2 separate regions of the Drosophila melanogaster genome follow, and region 2 is linked to region 1. Evidence: chromatin contacts called from public HiChIP or PLAC-seq data. All regions are on one chromosome and are shown on one strand. The core of a region is the stretch at or near the end of the contact, and the rest is flanking DNA. Distances in the headings are between cores, read along the strand shown.

The links. HiChIP or PLAC-seq counts read pairs in DNA pulled down with a chosen protein or histone mark.
Region 2: an H3K27ac HiChIP or PLAC-seq map of the Kc167 cell line shows a contact between it and region 1, with 3 times the contacts expected there. The contact joins the promoter of EndoA here to the promoter of Epg5 in region 1. A contact is called at or near these places in 21 of 107 Hi-C or Micro-C datasets (the D17-c3 cell line, the Kc167 cell line, the OSC cell line and 12 more) and 2 of 6 datasets of contacts at active chromatin or transcription factors (both in the Kc167 cell line).

The regions. Positions count from the first base shown.
Region 1 is chr3R:18,755,261-18,763,166 of dm6, reverse strand. It overlaps Epg5 (ectopic P-granules autophagy protein 5), which reads left to right and starts at 4,294. Exons shown (of 15, transcript NM_142495.4): 1 at 4,294-4,426; 2 at 4,475-5,199; 3 at 5,254-5,539; 4 at 5,602-6,062; 5 at 6,121-6,348; 6 at 6,411-7,625; 7 at 7,683-7,826; 8 at 7,891-7,906. The coding sequence starts at 4,397. CG7720 reads left to right here. Exons shown (of 11, transcript NM_142496.4): 5 at 1,161-1,335; 6 at 1,430-1,565; 7 at 2,013-2,172; 8 at 2,250-2,468; 9 at 2,524-2,902; 10 at 2,969-3,111; 11 at 3,225-3,931. The coding sequence ends at 3,699.
Region 2 is chr3R:18,902,727-18,910,632 of dm6, reverse strand. EndoA (Endophilin A) reads right to left here and starts at 4,024. Exons shown (of 3, transcript NM_001275788.1): 1 at 3,613-4,024; 2 at 2,183-3,433; 3 at 1-2,127. The coding sequence starts at 3,366. The coding sequence ends at 2,257. It overlaps CG14292, which reads left to right and starts at 4,978. Exons shown (of 2, transcript NM_142502.1): 1 at 4,978-5,080; 2 at 5,156-5,700. The coding sequence starts at 5,027. The coding sequence ends at 5,608. CG34284 reads left to right here and starts at 7,700. Exons shown (of 2, transcript NM_001104362.2): 1 at 7,700-7,770; 2 at 7,847-7,906. The coding sequence starts at 7,726.

The DNA.
Region 1 (7,906 bases), core at 3,045-5,544:
CGTCGCCCAATGCAGAGACACCGAATGACAAACAGAGAGGAGCAGAGCAGGAGACTGGGCAAATGGAGCGGAGTTGGGCACAGGACAAAAGTGGATTATACAGTCAGCCCAGATGTTCAACAAGAAATTACTTGTGATTACAATGCACAGTTCGGTGCAAGGATATAGCAACTATCAATAGAGATTGTCCATAGTCCTGCATTATAAATCATGTTGGAAAACCCAACCCCAATAGATTTGTTTAATGATTTACAGTCATATTATATGACAATTATGCAGATTAAATATTGATATTAATAAAAACAAAATCGCATTTGCCGAGCGAATGTGATTAACGATTATTTCATTAATCTCTTAAAGAGAATGCAATTATTGTTAAAAACAAAAAAAAAACGAAATCATAAAAGCCAACACAAGCTATAAAGCTGAATATTCCTGGCAAAATACAACCACTTCATGCTTTAAAATTCCCAGCGTCTAACCGCCTTTTATAACAATTTAATAGCTTCGGAACGGACTGTTAACTTTATGCGCCAACTAGTGGCTTAAAGCTCAGGATGCCAATCAAAGGATTACGGACGCAAAGCCATTTATTTATTAAGAGCCATGCCGTGCCCGCTGGATGCGTGTGCGCAGGCACTTCAGACATTCGACCATGGCCACATAACGCACACTAAACGATCATTAGGTGGACCCCCAAAGCAGTGACCCCCCCCCCACCTCCTCACCCATCTTGTCGCACATTTCGCATCAAATTAACACACAAATTTTTACAACCTAGTCCATAAAAGCGCTGGTCTGAACTATAAAAACAATCAAAACGAGTTACAGAGCCGCCAATTTTCTTAGGTTTTTCTCGTCCATGTCGTAAACTCGACCCGCCCGTTGCTCCCGATTCCACATAGCTTCTTTACAGCGGTAGTAAATCATAAAAAAAAGGGGGCTAGAGCAATAATGAAAAACAAGAAATGCCACCCGAGCAGGGGACACACATTAAAAGTTAAAAAAAAAAATATATATATATATAGAACAAGCAAAAAAAAAAAACGGATGGAGCTGCTTAAATTTAGTAGTACGATGCACTCACCTGCTCCTGTTTTCGTCCATATTCTTATTCTTCATTCTTATCCTTATCCATTGCTTTTCCTTTCGTTTTCTAGGTTCAAGAGCCGCACGGTGAGATGCCTGGCATCGGCGACATATATCGTGCGGCAGATCTGCAACCTTGGCATCACCGTGTACACTCCCAGCGTGGCCCTCTCGACGGTGATTGGCATACCCTACTGGGCCTCCATTACGGGCATGGCCGTCATTTGCATATTCTTCACCATTATGGTACGTACTGTGCTCATCGCTGTGCCACGGGAATGCCAGCGATTTAATGATGAAAATATTTAAATTCCTCTTCACCCTTGTTCCAACTCATTAGGGCGGCCTGAAGGCGGCTATCAACGCGGACGTCATCCAGACAGTGACCATTCTGGTTGTCACTGTGGCGGTTTGTATCCAGGGAACTATCTCTACGGGCGGCGTGAAGAAGGTTTACCAACTAAATCGGGACAATGGTAAGCAGTGGCAGTGGGTGTGGGATTTGTTTCGATTGATCATGGCAGCTTATTAGCCAGCTGCCAGGATGTGTGCGTGTGTGTGTGTGTGTGTGTGTATAGTGCTGACGAATGATGACTATTAAAATGGCATCCATTGTGGATTGCCGTTCGCTTTGCTTCTGTTCCTGCGTCGGCTCATTATGCACATAAATGATGATGATAAAAGTGTCATAAAACAGCGGCATCCGAATCCGAGGTGGGAAGGAGGAAATGGCAGCCTCGCATGACGACAGTAATAAATGTGTGTCGGCGGAGCGTTTGTCACTCGAGTTTGAGTTGTTGGCTGTCATTGTGCGGCAATCGTAGGGCTCCTGGGAATCCCTTCACGTGCTCCTCCTCTAACGGCAGCTCAATCTTTTTCCCGCCATAAACATGCACTAAGGACTTCGTTCCTTCTATTTTCAGGACGTCTCAACTTTTGGAACTTCACGGGCGATATGACTGTCAGAGTGGATACCACATCGGCTTGGCTGGGCCAACTGTTCATGTCCCTCTCCCAGATCGGCTGTCAGCAGAACTTTATGCAGCGTTATGTCAGCCTCAAGTCGCTCAAGCAAGTGCGTCGGTAAGTGACTATCTTCGGCGAACCACCTATTAACGAAAATCTATTAATTAATTAAAAAATCTTATCTGATTTTGCAGAGTTATGCTGACCAATGTGCCTTTGGTCTTCTTCTTCTTTTCCATCTCCTGGATCTCTGGCATGGTCATCTATTCCACGTACATCAACTGCGATCCCTACGCCGAGGGCTACATTAAGAAACCCGATGAGATTCTGCCATTCTTTGTGGAGGATCAGCTCGGTTTTCTGCCCGGTTTCGTGGGCATTTTCATGGCCACTCTGTTCAATGGCGCCCTTTGGTAAATAGCTCACATTCTCACAAAGTTCTTTCACTAATCCAAGCTAACATTCCAGCATGATGGTGTCGAATCTGAATTCATTGGCAACGGTTATTTGGGAGGACTTCATCTCACAGTTGCCGAAATTCAAGGGACTCTCCGACAAACAGCAGCTACGAATTCTGAAGTCGATCACTGTCGTCTGTGGACTGATTATTATGGGCGTGGCCTTTGGAGTTGGTCTGCTGGCGGGCGTTATTGAGTCCTCGCTGCTGGTGTTCTCGGCCACATCGGGTCCTTTGTTGGGTTGCTTCATCCTGGCCATGATGGTTCCGATTGCGAATTGGAAGGGCACCTCCGCCGGCATGGTCACCGCCTGCGCCTTTGTGCTTTGGATCATTGGCGGTGGCATGACCGTTACCAAGGACAATCCCCTGCTGCCCACCTCCACAGATGTGGGTTTTTAAAGCATTTCCGTTTTAAGCTTGATGCCTAATACTTTGCTTCTTTACAAAATGTAGGGCTGCACCAACGATACCTTCGCGCAGTCCATTGGCAAGCCCATCGTGGAACAGGGACAGATGCCCTGGCTGTTGTCGCACACGCCTATTGATGGTTTCAACCAGAGCTTTGTGCCCACACAGCCCACAATTGCACCTGAAAGGTGAGATAATTTAATTATTCTAAAAGTATTGCGTAAGATAGTACGTCACCTGGTGAAAATGTGCACTAGAACTTTGTTATCCTGATATTAATGTACGCTTAATTCCAATGCAGATCCGGACTGGAGACCTTCTACTCGATCAGCTTCATGTACTACAGTTTAATTGGCACGGCACTGACCGTGATCATTGGCACAGTGATCAGCTTGCTGACTCAGCATCCGGATGACGCCTACGACGGCAAGCTGCTGCATCCGTTGATCTTTCGGCTGTGCGAGCGTTTCTCCGGCCGAAAGCCGTACTACGTGAAGCACGAGGAGGAGTCCGGACTGAATGGGCGGAGCAGCAGTGACTCCTCGGCCACGACAACCACATGCAAGGCGGAGAAGGTGAATCACGGCTACGAGTCCTCGCCGGAGGACAAGGAGAAGAGCAGTCCCATCGCCGTGGTATTCACCACCTCCGAGGGAACGGGATCAGCAGGGGATCAGCAGTCGATATGCGACAGCAGTAGGATCCAATTGGACATTGTGCCGGGCGAGGGCGAAACGGGAGTGTATCGCCAACTGGCCGGGCGATCTGCGCTCTGAGGGTTAACTATGTTGCATACGTAGATAGTCTGACCCTAAAACTTAGTCCGTAGTACGTAAGCTAAGCCGTAGAATAGAGCAAGTTAGTTAGCCAAGTGTTTCATGTCTATAAAGATGCTGTGATTTTCTGTGCGCGACTGTTGTTGAGCAATTGCTCGCGCATTTCATTCGCATGTACTTAACGCATATGTGTGTGCGTGTCAGCATGCAATAAATAAAGACAAATAAACGTATTTTTTATAAAAAACAAACACAAAGAATTACATTTCTAACGTCAATTTTTACTTTTCGCGCGCTGAAACTTTCTAAACTTGGCCAGTGCTGCCCATCAAATTGGTCTATCGATAACTGCGATGACCAGGGCAACGAGAGTGCAGCGTGAGTCACGACTGTTACGTGACGTAAGTTAAGCGGGGAATGAAGTGGATTTGTAATTAGATATCCAAAGTATAAGCATGAATATAAAAATATAAAATAAGCTGTTTAGGTATTTTACCAAGCATTGTATTTGACATAAACATGAATTTTAAAGCAGCTTTATTTACTCGTGAGCCATCGTGACTGCTCCCAGCTGTTCTCCGGTTTCTCCCATCACTATTATATTTATGGGTCTTTTTGTTTGGCGTTTTTGCGGCCCCCCAAAGAATGCGAAAATAAAACGCAAAAAGTCTGATCCCTAAGCAATCAAACGTACAACATGGCCACGTTGGAGAAGCCCAAAAAGGAGGTGAGTCGTGGGCAGTAAAAAGTAACGAACCTAATAATGAAATTGCAGAAGAGCAAAAAGTCTCGCAACAGAGTGCCGATCGAAAAAGAGGAAGAGGAACCTGCTGAGTTATCAACAAGTGAAGAACAAAGACCAGCGGAGAATGTGTCTCTGTTGGAGGAATTCGAGCGCGTTGCGACCTTGGCCAGCAGTTCCAGTGGCGAGGCAATCATAAGCCACGAGTGCTGCATTTCCAGCGATGTAGGAGTAACGTCGCAAGAGCCAGAAGGAACACAGGAACCCACAGAAACGGAGGCCCAACCCAGTGCTCCAAGTGCCCCGCCCTCGACGACCGTTCACGTCGTTCAGTATCCCAACCTGCAGCCCATGCAGCTGTCCAACGCCCAAGTGGAGGAGCATTCCGCTAAGATCGTGTACCGACAGGCGGAGTCGCCCACCGGTTTCGCGCTAGCCAGGAGTCACATTAAGCTATTGAGCACGGAGGAACTGCGGCAAATTTACGATTGTCCCGAGCTGGAGCTGGCCAAGCAATTTGAGTTGGAGTTTCTAATGAACTCATTGCTGGAGACCAGCGAGGCGGATCCCCTGTATGCGGCTGTTATGGAATACTATGAACTGCAGGGAAAGATCACCTCCAATCTGCACGATGTAGAGAAGCTGCGCAAGGGCTGCGCCGAGTCCCAAAAACAAATCTGGGTCCGACAGCCAGTTACACGCACTTTCAGTGGAACCTGCGGCGATGGCAATGTGGTCCAGGAATGCGTCACCTACGAGTGAGTCAAGTCTTACCTCCATCATGGAATTGCTTACCGAAATGTCTTTTCCAGTGTGATACAGGTGGATCCCATTAAACTAGAAGTGGCCAAGACGTCTTTAACTGGCCTATATGACCTGGTGTGCCACGCGTATACGAATAACTCGATTACAGCCAAGATAACCAAAGTAAAGGTTGACCAAATCATCAATGATCTGCTGACCTATCCCAATTTGGATGGCCATTCGGTGGTTTCATTACATCACACACAATCTGGAGAGGCACTGCAGTGCGTTTCCCAACTAAGGCGAGCTATATCCATACTTTTCAGCTTCGTTCGCAGACCCAGTCCAAATGCAGTAAATCAATACTTTAAAGTTAAGAGTGAGAGAACATATCTAATATCTTTTTACCCTCTCAGAATTTCGACAAAGACCTCAAGGAATGGCTGCGCAAGCTGATTGCTCTGCAATTGTTGCTGGCAACGAGAGAGGATCACTGGTTCCTTCTATTTAACATCCTGCGCTGTCCCAATGGAGTCGGCTCCTGGGCTGCCCAATTCCTGCAACTGCCGGGAACGCGAGCAGTGCGCCGTGGTTCCCAACAGAACGAACTGCCACTTGACCTAAACTCGCCCGAACTTAACCACTGCATGGCTGTGCTGCAGATTTTGCTGATGCCCGTGAAAAAACGAAACGAATATCTCAAGAGTCAGGCTCAAGCTCACCGCGAACTTTCCGATACGCCGGGAGCCACTGATCGCTGGATAGTGGTGGATTCCGATGGCGAGGACTCGCACACACCCGCCGGCGAATGCGTAGGTCTGAAGGAAAGTGACCTGGTCGCCCTGCTCAACCAGATGCCTTTCGAGAAGATCTTTACGTGAGTTCGATTGTCTGCATGTGTAATTTGATTAGGTTCTAAAAAATCTAATCCTTAGCTCGGCCCTGCGCATTGAAAAATTTCTAGACGACTACATTATCGAACCGGATATGATCACGGCCCAGCAAATGCTCGCCGTGGTAGTGTTTTTTTCCCAACTGGTCAAGACAATCGGTGAAGGATTGCTGACCTACAATAACGAGCGATATAAGCAGCTGGCCAAACGACTTGGTCGTCTGGTCCGACATACTCTGCAATACGTGTTTGATTACAACGAACTGTTCATGTGAGTAGAGTAGATCACCTAATGTTAATTTATTATTTCTTATCTACTTAATTACCGCGCAGTAACAACAACCTTTATAAATCCTCCGAGATGTACGAGCGCATCCAAGTGGAATTACAAGCCCTACTTGTACGTGCTTGTGGCTACATCTACCGCACCCGAAACCTGGGCACATGGCAATACTTTTCCACGCTGCCCTTCGGCACCTTGGATGCAGAGGTTATCTGGCACTTGTTTTACTATCTAAATGTGGGTTTCCCCACGGATTTGGCCAACGATTTAGTGAGCAATGCGGAAGCAGCCTTTCAAGCGGAAGATTTCTGGCGGAAATTCGATCTAGCGAATGCCGATGTGGCGCCCGAGGATATGTACTACCTTCTGCAGACATTCTTTGAGATGGCCAATGAACGAAATCGATCTAAGGATGGAAGTCTCGTCAAGGCAATCTGCCTACACATCTTCCACATTGGATATATACATAAGTCTACGAGGGAAATTTGCTATAAAACTGCGCGTGATATGCTGGCCAACTTAATGGATGAGGATCTCTTTGGTTGTGTGTTGGTGCAGCTGAAGATGCGATACGGAGAAGTAGATCAAGCGGCTTATCTTTTCAAAGCTCTGCCTCTAGAAAACTGGCACCCCAGCATGGATACCTTTGAGGTGCTCTCTAACTGGCTCCTTCATTTTGACTACCAATCGTCGGAGAGTCAATTAGCTCGCTTGATTATCAGCCACTTAAACTGGGGATTAGATTGCGAGGGTCGGCTCTTTCTGCCGCACAACATACACGTGAGAATGGCTCACCTGGTGAATGAAGCACTGAATAAATATGCTCCGGAGGTTATTGGTGCCTCCGGCATTTCTGAGAGCGTCCGTCAAGTGTCTTCCCTCATTGATTCCACGCAATCGAGCCGAGAGCAGTTTACGAACTGGTGCTGGCGCATGGTCTCCGTTTTGCGGCTTCATCTGATGGATCAGGGTGTGGAGTCCGTTAGGCGCACTCTCCAACATCCGACGGAGCCACTACTTTTTATTCCCGAACTAGAACGAATGGAGATGATATTCCAGGGCGTAAATGAGAACAGACCCCTCGCTTTGTATGTGGGCATGTTGGTCAGCCTCCATGGCCATTCGATTCCGCTGATCTGCCAGCACGGATTTATCCTTCTTCAGCAACTGCTGTTGGATCATCGTCACGCGGCCACAATTCGCTGCTTGGAGTTAATAGTACCATTGTTTTTGGAAACGCCCGAAACTCTGGCCAATTGTGAAAGGTTCGTTGTCGAATCGAGTATTTGTATTGTTTATTTTAGAAACATTTTGAATTCTAGTTTTCAGAGACTTATCACCACTCTCTTAAACGCGGATCGTACCTATTTGAAGCTGGCTAAGGACATGGTCTATGCAAATTCAATTGGCCCCATTCTGGAATTGCTAGACAACATGTTGCACCATCAGATTATTTCATATACAAGGTAAACACATATTTTATCGTCTATATTTTATTAATTACATAGCTGTATCATTATATTTCGGCAGCTATGGCCTTTGTTCA
Region 2 (7,906 bases), core at 2,775-5,274, 150 kb before region 1:
GGGTCAGTGGGATAGGGGAGGGGAGGGTGTGCTGGCGGCTGCCTGTGTCTGTGTGTGGAAAATCGAAAATTTCAATGCTTCTGTTGTAGTTTATTGGTGGCGCCTCCGGATTCCCACATCGCCCACCACCACCCATTCCCAGCAGCATTCGAGTCTCTGTGTTACACAACAGGCAGCACGTTTTATGGTTTTAAGGTCAGATGGGAAATATCAAAGAGTAAACGACGTTTGCTTGTTTTTTTTTTTGTTGTTTCTCAGTTATGACTTTGAACGAAAGACACATTAAAAATTAAATTTTATTAATTTTGGTTTGCATAAATTAGGGTCTTCAGTTTTAGCATAGTTATTATTATTATGTATATGCCTTGTAATATATATTATTCAAGTTACCGCCCACACAAAAATGCAAAATTACAATAATTATTGTTTGAAGTTCGGGCCCCGCTGCACGTGGGGCAAGTGTGTATCGCGTGGAAAGATAGTCTCCAGGCGATGGGTGGATCCTCCCCAGATGGGGTATCCTCTGGAAATGTTCGCACTGGCAGTCTGTCCGTCCACGAGGCAAATGTTTCATCTTCGCACTCGAATATATAATTCTGTTAAATGTTTTCTTGGCATTTAACAAATTTATTATCAACACAAGTTGCATGGCTTTCAATTCAATGGTTTTCTTCATACGTAAATATATATGTATCTTGTGTATATCATTCCTAAACGTACGAGTATATATATGTATATACATTCGTATGTATATCGTGCATAGCTGTATGCCAACATGAGACTATTTTGAATCATTTTATCGGTTTGCCGTCGAATGTTTATTATTATCTCGTTAAATATATAAATATTTGATCTAGAGTTGCGGTTGGTAAACGCGTTAGTAGGTTCGTAAGTGTTGCTATGCTTCGATTGACTTGACTGGATTTTGCTTACGTTTAAAGTTATTATTATCAACATTTTTGTGGAAATCGTTTAACTAGTATTATGCTTGTTGGTTGGTATTGTTTAGGAGGATTCTGTTACATTTACTTGCCGCTAGTACTTTTTATCTGTTATCATCGTTTAAATATTCATTATATTGTTTACGTTGCTGCTCAGTATAATTTATAATAAATACATAATAATAAATATACATGTAGATAATACGCTTAATAAATATATTTATACATATATTTGATTTCATTTAATATATATATATATAGTTGTTATGTATATAATTAACAAACAAAAAAAACAACACACATAAAAAGGAGCAAAAAGTAGGATACAAATTTCGCTTGTTTCATCCTCGAAAAATTGAATTGAATTATTCTTTACATTGAACAACGAACATCAAGAACGGTATTCCGTATGCCTTTTAGAATAGAGTGTGGGGAGTATTGTTTTTGCACAAATATACGTAGGTAGAGTAGGTATATGTAGGTATTTTCGGGTATATAATAAATATGTATATGCATGTGGGCGGGCGTATGGTGTGGATACGTAGCTTTAGCCTATAAAGGGACATTTGCATAGAGAGCGCATTGGCGTAGGTTGGTTTAAATTACAACGATGAGACCGGATAAAAAGACCTCCGAAAACTGGAGGCTAGAAGAACTCAGGTGGAAAGACAAAAGAGACGCGCCTCCATGGGCGTGATTAAGATTACACGGGTAATTTAGTTAATTAGCTAGAGTGTTTTTCTGTTTGCTTCTGCCGCCGGACCAACTGTTCTAATACGTGATCGATCTATTGTGTGAAGTAGTACTAAATGTTCGCAACTTGCAACGAACAACAAAGCTGACGTTTGAGAATCAAAGGTAAAAACGCAAGGAAGTGGCATTGCGCGCGTAACGTCTTGTAAATTTAGTTAGTTAATACGTACATTAATTTAACTCGTAGTTAATTTGTTAATTATTGTGTTGCCAACTGGTATAATTTTGCACATAAAATTTAGTTAGCTTGCTCTATGGCCACCATGAATTTAGCCTGCTGTGTGCTGCTAGCTAAGCCGTATCGTAATATCCGTAATCGTAGTAACCCGCTCATCTAATTCAACTATATATATATATTTGCATTTATGTGCTGCTGCTGCTGCTTCTGCTGCTCCTGCTTCTGCATCGGCTTGGGCTGCCCAATTTCGCGCCTCTGGTGGCGAAACCAACAATTAAGGTTATTGTTCTCCAATCAGCGATCTACGTACGTCTTCAGCCAGTTTGATAGGATGGGATTGGTTTAGGGATCGGGATTAATACGAGGAACAGGATGAGGAATAGCCTAGTTGCCATTGGGCAGGGGCACCTGCACCTGAACATACGACTGCGGGAAGTAACCGGTGCGGCCATTCACCGCGCCCTCGAACCAATTGTCGTCGACGCGATTCAACAGGGTGATAATGTCGTTCTCCTTGAAGGCCAGTTCGCCGGGATTCTCCGGCTCGAAGTCGTAGAGGGCCTGGCAGCAGGGCTGCTGCTGGCGCTGCGGCGTTACGGCCATCGACTTGGCGGGCGAACGCATCGGCGAGGGCAACGGCGAGGCGCTCGAACTAATGTGAGACGGCGTGCCATCTTCGTTGAGGCCGCCGCCACCGCCGTCCAAGTTCAGATCGAGCAGCGTCTTGGGCACGAACTCGTTGCGTGGCCGGCTCTCCGCCTCGGAGCGCTTCTCCTGCAGTGTCTCCTGCAGGCCTCGAAGGACATCCGCGCATTGCGAATGAAAATCGTATAGTGCCTCGGCAAAGGTGACCAGCTGGGAGACATGCTCCGTATCGTTCTCGAGCAAATTGAACATGCCCACCTGGGCCAGCTGGAGCGATTCACCGAACTTGTCCTCGGCACCACGAATCTCATCGTCCTTGGCCTGTCGGCGACGCTTGCAGTCAAAGTCTAGCCGCCGGCCCTGCAGCTTCTTGCGATGATGCATTACCTCCTTGAGGTCTTTGGTCTGCATATGATGCAGTGGCTCCAAAAAGTTCTGCTTGATGTTGTCGTCCAGCGAATACTTGACGTCGGCCATCTGTTTCAGCGCTTCGCCGAATTCGACGAGCGCCTGCGCGAACACGCTGTTGTCCTCGCCGAGCTTCTTCCCATAAGTCAGCATGCATTCCGCGAGCAGGCCCTCCGGTTGCGGATACGTATTGGACTTGGCCTGTCCGGACAGCTTCGAGATGCCCTTGACCGCTGCCATTTTGGCCCGTGCCGTTGGATTCGGCTGCAGGAACTCCTTCGTCTTTAGCTGCAGCTCCTCCACTAGCTCCACGGTGACGTCCGTCTTGCGTTCCATCTCCATGAAGTCCATGTCCAGTTTGGTGCCCTCGGCACCGCCCATCTTCTCCGTCATATACTGGTTGGCCTTGTTGATCTGCTTTTTGAGTCCGGCGAAAGCCATGGCTGCTGCTGTCTCTTCTGGTTTTCTTCCTCTGATTAAATTGGTCTTGGGGCGCTCGACGCAGTTGCTGTGAACGGGTTGGTTGGGTTAGTCGAGACTCGATTTCAAATTCAATGTCAATATCATCAAGTCAACAATTTCATCAATGGACTGGATGGCTGCCTCACTGACTGCCCGACTGCCTGGCTGGCTGGCTGGCTGGCTGAGTGTGTCTATTTTTAAAACGTTTACGTTTGGAAGACTTACGCGTACTGCACTTTTCTCCGTTCCTTCTCCGCTGGGGGTGCTACTTTCCGGGGCTCTTCTGCTCGCTCAGTGGAGGCTGCGAGTCGGGAAACTCGAATTGGCTTGGTGAACTGTAGCCCGAGTTCGAGTTCTACTTTTGCTGACCACTACTGCGGGCACTTTCACTCGCTTCGCTTGCTCTGCACGTTCTGCCCCGTTTTTTTTTTTGTTGCTCTGCTCGTAATCTTCGATTTTTTCCAGAACCTTGGGCTGCGTAATGTTTGAAGGACCGTGAGTCGTTACTACTACTACTGGTCGCGCACAGGGGGCGGGGGCTGTGGGGTCGCGTTTTCCTCTCGGCTCGCAAAAATCAATATCTTGACTGTGTACAACAATTTTCAACGGCACTAAGCCACTGGAGCTGCGGGACTATCGATAATTCTGTTAAAAAACATTCAGTGTGACCGGTGGTTCGTAAAATACCAAAATCATTCGCATACAACAACGGACATACACGGGATACGCTCATCTCTAGGCATATGTTAAAGATGTGAGGTACAACTTAACATTTTCATTTAATTTCTTTGCAGGGGGGTATTAGATAGTTATATATATATATCAAAACAATATTAAAAATTAAAGTAATATATATATTTTATATTAAGAAGCCAGAAGCACATAAACAGTTAACATAATATCTTACATTTAATATCTAATACTTATAATGTTAATGCATTATAAATTTGAATTTGAAATCTATGTTGATTGGCAGAATTATTAGACTAGAATAAATATGGTCGGTCCCACTGTCGGTCTCTGTATTTGCTCTGTCCTTGTACATGCTGTTAATCGAATAGCTGTTAGATTAGAATAACAGTTTGGCGCGTAAAATTCTAACATTACAATACATAAATATATTATATTGATAGAAAACGTACTCAGCAAAAATAAAGCTGTATAACTGCTGATGAATGTTACGCTAAGATAAAAATGGAATGACTCAGAATGGATAAGAAAATATCATGTTTATCCTGTTTACCAAAATAACTGTGCGCAAAATAACCAGTAGCACAGCAGTCAATTTTATCTTTCTAGAAGGTGGCAAATATATCCCAGGCAAAAATTAAACCCCATTTGCATCGTAAAAACCAGTGACGTTCACAGCATGAAGTAGCAATTTTACCACCTTTTTTTTTTTTATATATTCTGGCTCTATCTGAACAGATAACCCCCGAGAGGTACTTAGCACCACCGAACAAACAATGAACATGTAAATCAGTTCAATCGCAGTAGTAATAGTTGAGATATCAGAGATAAGATCTCCCTGCCGTGTTTTTAATGGCGTATAAAAGCCGCAAGCCGTTGTGCTTTTGGCAATTAGTCTAGACGAAACCCAACGACTGAGAACCAAGTGAACTCAGATAAATTAAAAGAAATGAAATTCGCAATTGTTCTACTGGCGGCCAGCATTGCCTGCATCAGTGCACAGGTGAGGAGTTGTGGATATGGGCCCCCCCATTAAGTGGATTATTATGTAACCGAATTATCATAATTTACTCGTAAGGGCCCTGGAGCTACTGTTGGAAATCCCCTTGCCGGAAATCCCTTTGCCGCCGCCAATCCGTATGCGGCTGCCTTTAATCCCTTCCTAAATGGAATTTTCGGAGGTGCTGGCACAGGAGCTGCCGCCGGTGTAGCCGCTCCCGTGGCACCGTCTGCTCCCTTTGGAGGCGCCTCGATTTCCTCATTCTTCCAGTCGATAGTCCTGCAACGCGAAGCCGAGCGTCTGCTCTCCCAGCCTGACTTTCCCGCCGACCTGGCGGAGCGCGTCCTGGATGTGGTGGCCACCTCGGAGGAGTCGATCAGTGGCTGCAACAACGCCACTTTGCCCTGGCTGCAGATACGCTGTGTCAAGCCTCTGCTGACCACGGCCAAGAACCAGCTGAAGGCCATCGATGACGAGTGGCAGGCCCGTTTGGCCGCCACCGCCAGTCCCACAGGAGCAGCTGCTGCCTAGGATTCTAGTCCTGTCCTCCGGCTGCCTTAGTGTCCAATACTTCCTAGCTTAGCAATCGACCAACATAGATGCAATAAAATTTAAATAAGCCTAATGCCGGAATTTCCTATGCTGGTTTAAGGGGTGCAAAGGTGTGTGTGTGTGTGTGTGTGGTAAGGGGGGGAGGGGGGGGGAGGCCAAAGGACTCCTGACCTAGGACATGCTTTGATGTGGCCGGCCGAGCTTTGCATTCCGCTGCTTTATTAAATTTCCCATCGGGAATTACAAATTTTGGCGTTTGCCTTCTTGACGCTTTTCGGGGCGCAAATACTTGGCTGCTCACGTCACCGTCACGAAAATCCTGGTTCGACCTCGACTAAAAGGATGCTTATGCTTTGGAAAGTTAGTGTTGTCATTATGGGGGAAATATGCTAACTTAAGTTCTAAGCAAATAATTTTTATAAATTAATAGTTTTAATATGCTAACTTGCAGGATTAAAAAAGTTACTATAGCTTAGCTTTAAGTAGCTTAATCCAATAATACCAAAATTAAGCTAAATCGTAATATTTCATTAAAAAATATATGCAACTGAAGTGACTTAATTTTCAGTGAAATATATAATGGCCAAGTCGTCATCACTTCGACGCACACTTGAATCGTTTTGGCCATCGCATGGAACTTGACGCATTTTGGTCAAATATTTGTACTGAGTTCCTCTGCTTTGTTTCCCTGACCTCCCTGGCCCAGCTCATTTTGCGGGGTTATGACAGCCCTTTTATGCACTTTTCCATTGGCGCCATCAATTGTTTCCAGTGCATGATTTGCTTCTCAATTGGAGCCCTTTGAGTTGAGGGTCGGGAGTCAGCTCGCTTGAGTTGCGTCCAGTTGCGGCGGCAATGTTGATTTATGTGCCAGTGCAGCTCCAATTATCCAATGTCCTCACTCAAATTGCCGGCCATCCTGCCCTTCGATTCGATGTGAATCGAATCGATTCGATTTGATATGGCTTTTGGATTTGCATTTCAATTCGAATTCCGGGCTTAGGACCTGTGGTTATTAAATGGCTTGGCTTAACGAGCCAAGGACCGGCCACAAATGACCAAATGACCAAATGACGAAGGGGCCATTGGATGTTGGATAAGCCACGAACAATGCCTAAATGGGGGCGAGTTTGAATTCAGATTGAAATATTTAATTAAATGTAAATTTCCAACATACACAACATCCGCCGCTTCACAAGATGGGGAGTGCAAAAGTTTTGGGCCAATTAATAAAAGTATTTCGGTATTGAAATTCGAGTTTGTTCGTCGTCATTACAACAATGCGGGCCAAACTTGGCCAACTTTGGTGTAGTGTTAGCCGCGAACTGATCGACCAACCCTCCGTAACTAAACCTCAACCGAATGAACCGCCTTAAGCTCTGTTTTGGTAATGCAAAAGTTGCGGCATTTGAAATTCAGGCAGCAGCAGCAAAACAAAAAATGGTAATTTCGAGCACAGAATGAAATCCAGCCGCAACTGCCCAACTAAGAGTATATATAAATCCGAAATTGGTTAGAGGAAAAAATTAAAAAACAAAAAAAAAAGAAATAAAAGCAAAATGCGACACATACGAAGGGATTCTACGGAAAGTGCATGTATGGAAATTTGTTTTCGGTTTGCGGCTTTTTTTGTTTTGATGCAAAAGTTGTGTGTGCCCCCCAAAGTAGGCAACAAAATTTCTGCGGCTTTGGACTGTGTCAAAGTTCGTTAGTTCGTTTGTTATTCGACGATATTGTGGGTCGCAAAAATTAGTGCAAAAACTAAATCCGTTCACGACCAAAGTTCCAATCCAATAGTGAATCATCCCACAAACTGAATGGTGTTCATCCGTAGTTTGCTATTAGCACTTGCTACTGTTATTTGATTCCCGAGTGCCACTTCCGCTGATAAAGTTATCTAATTAATCCAGCAAATATACGCTTATGGACCAACATAAAACATAATGGGGTTGAGGCTATCGTTTCGTATTGCACTCAGATAGATGGTGAGATAATGGAGGCTGTAAACTCTATCAAAGCGCAAACAGAAGATAAGTTTGAATGTCTTTCGAGTTTTTCAAATTGTGCTTCAGTCGGTCATTGAAAGTTTCCAGAAAATGTCGAGTGCAGTGCTGATAGCTTTCTGCGTCTTGGTTGTTTTGGTAATTGAAAATAATACTAAACACAAAAAAAAATCTTTAAAAATAATCTATTTTTTCATATATATGCGCTCAATAGACCGGACAATCGGTTGGCCAAAATGTGGCCGTGCAACAGTCAATTGATTGGGCCAATGAA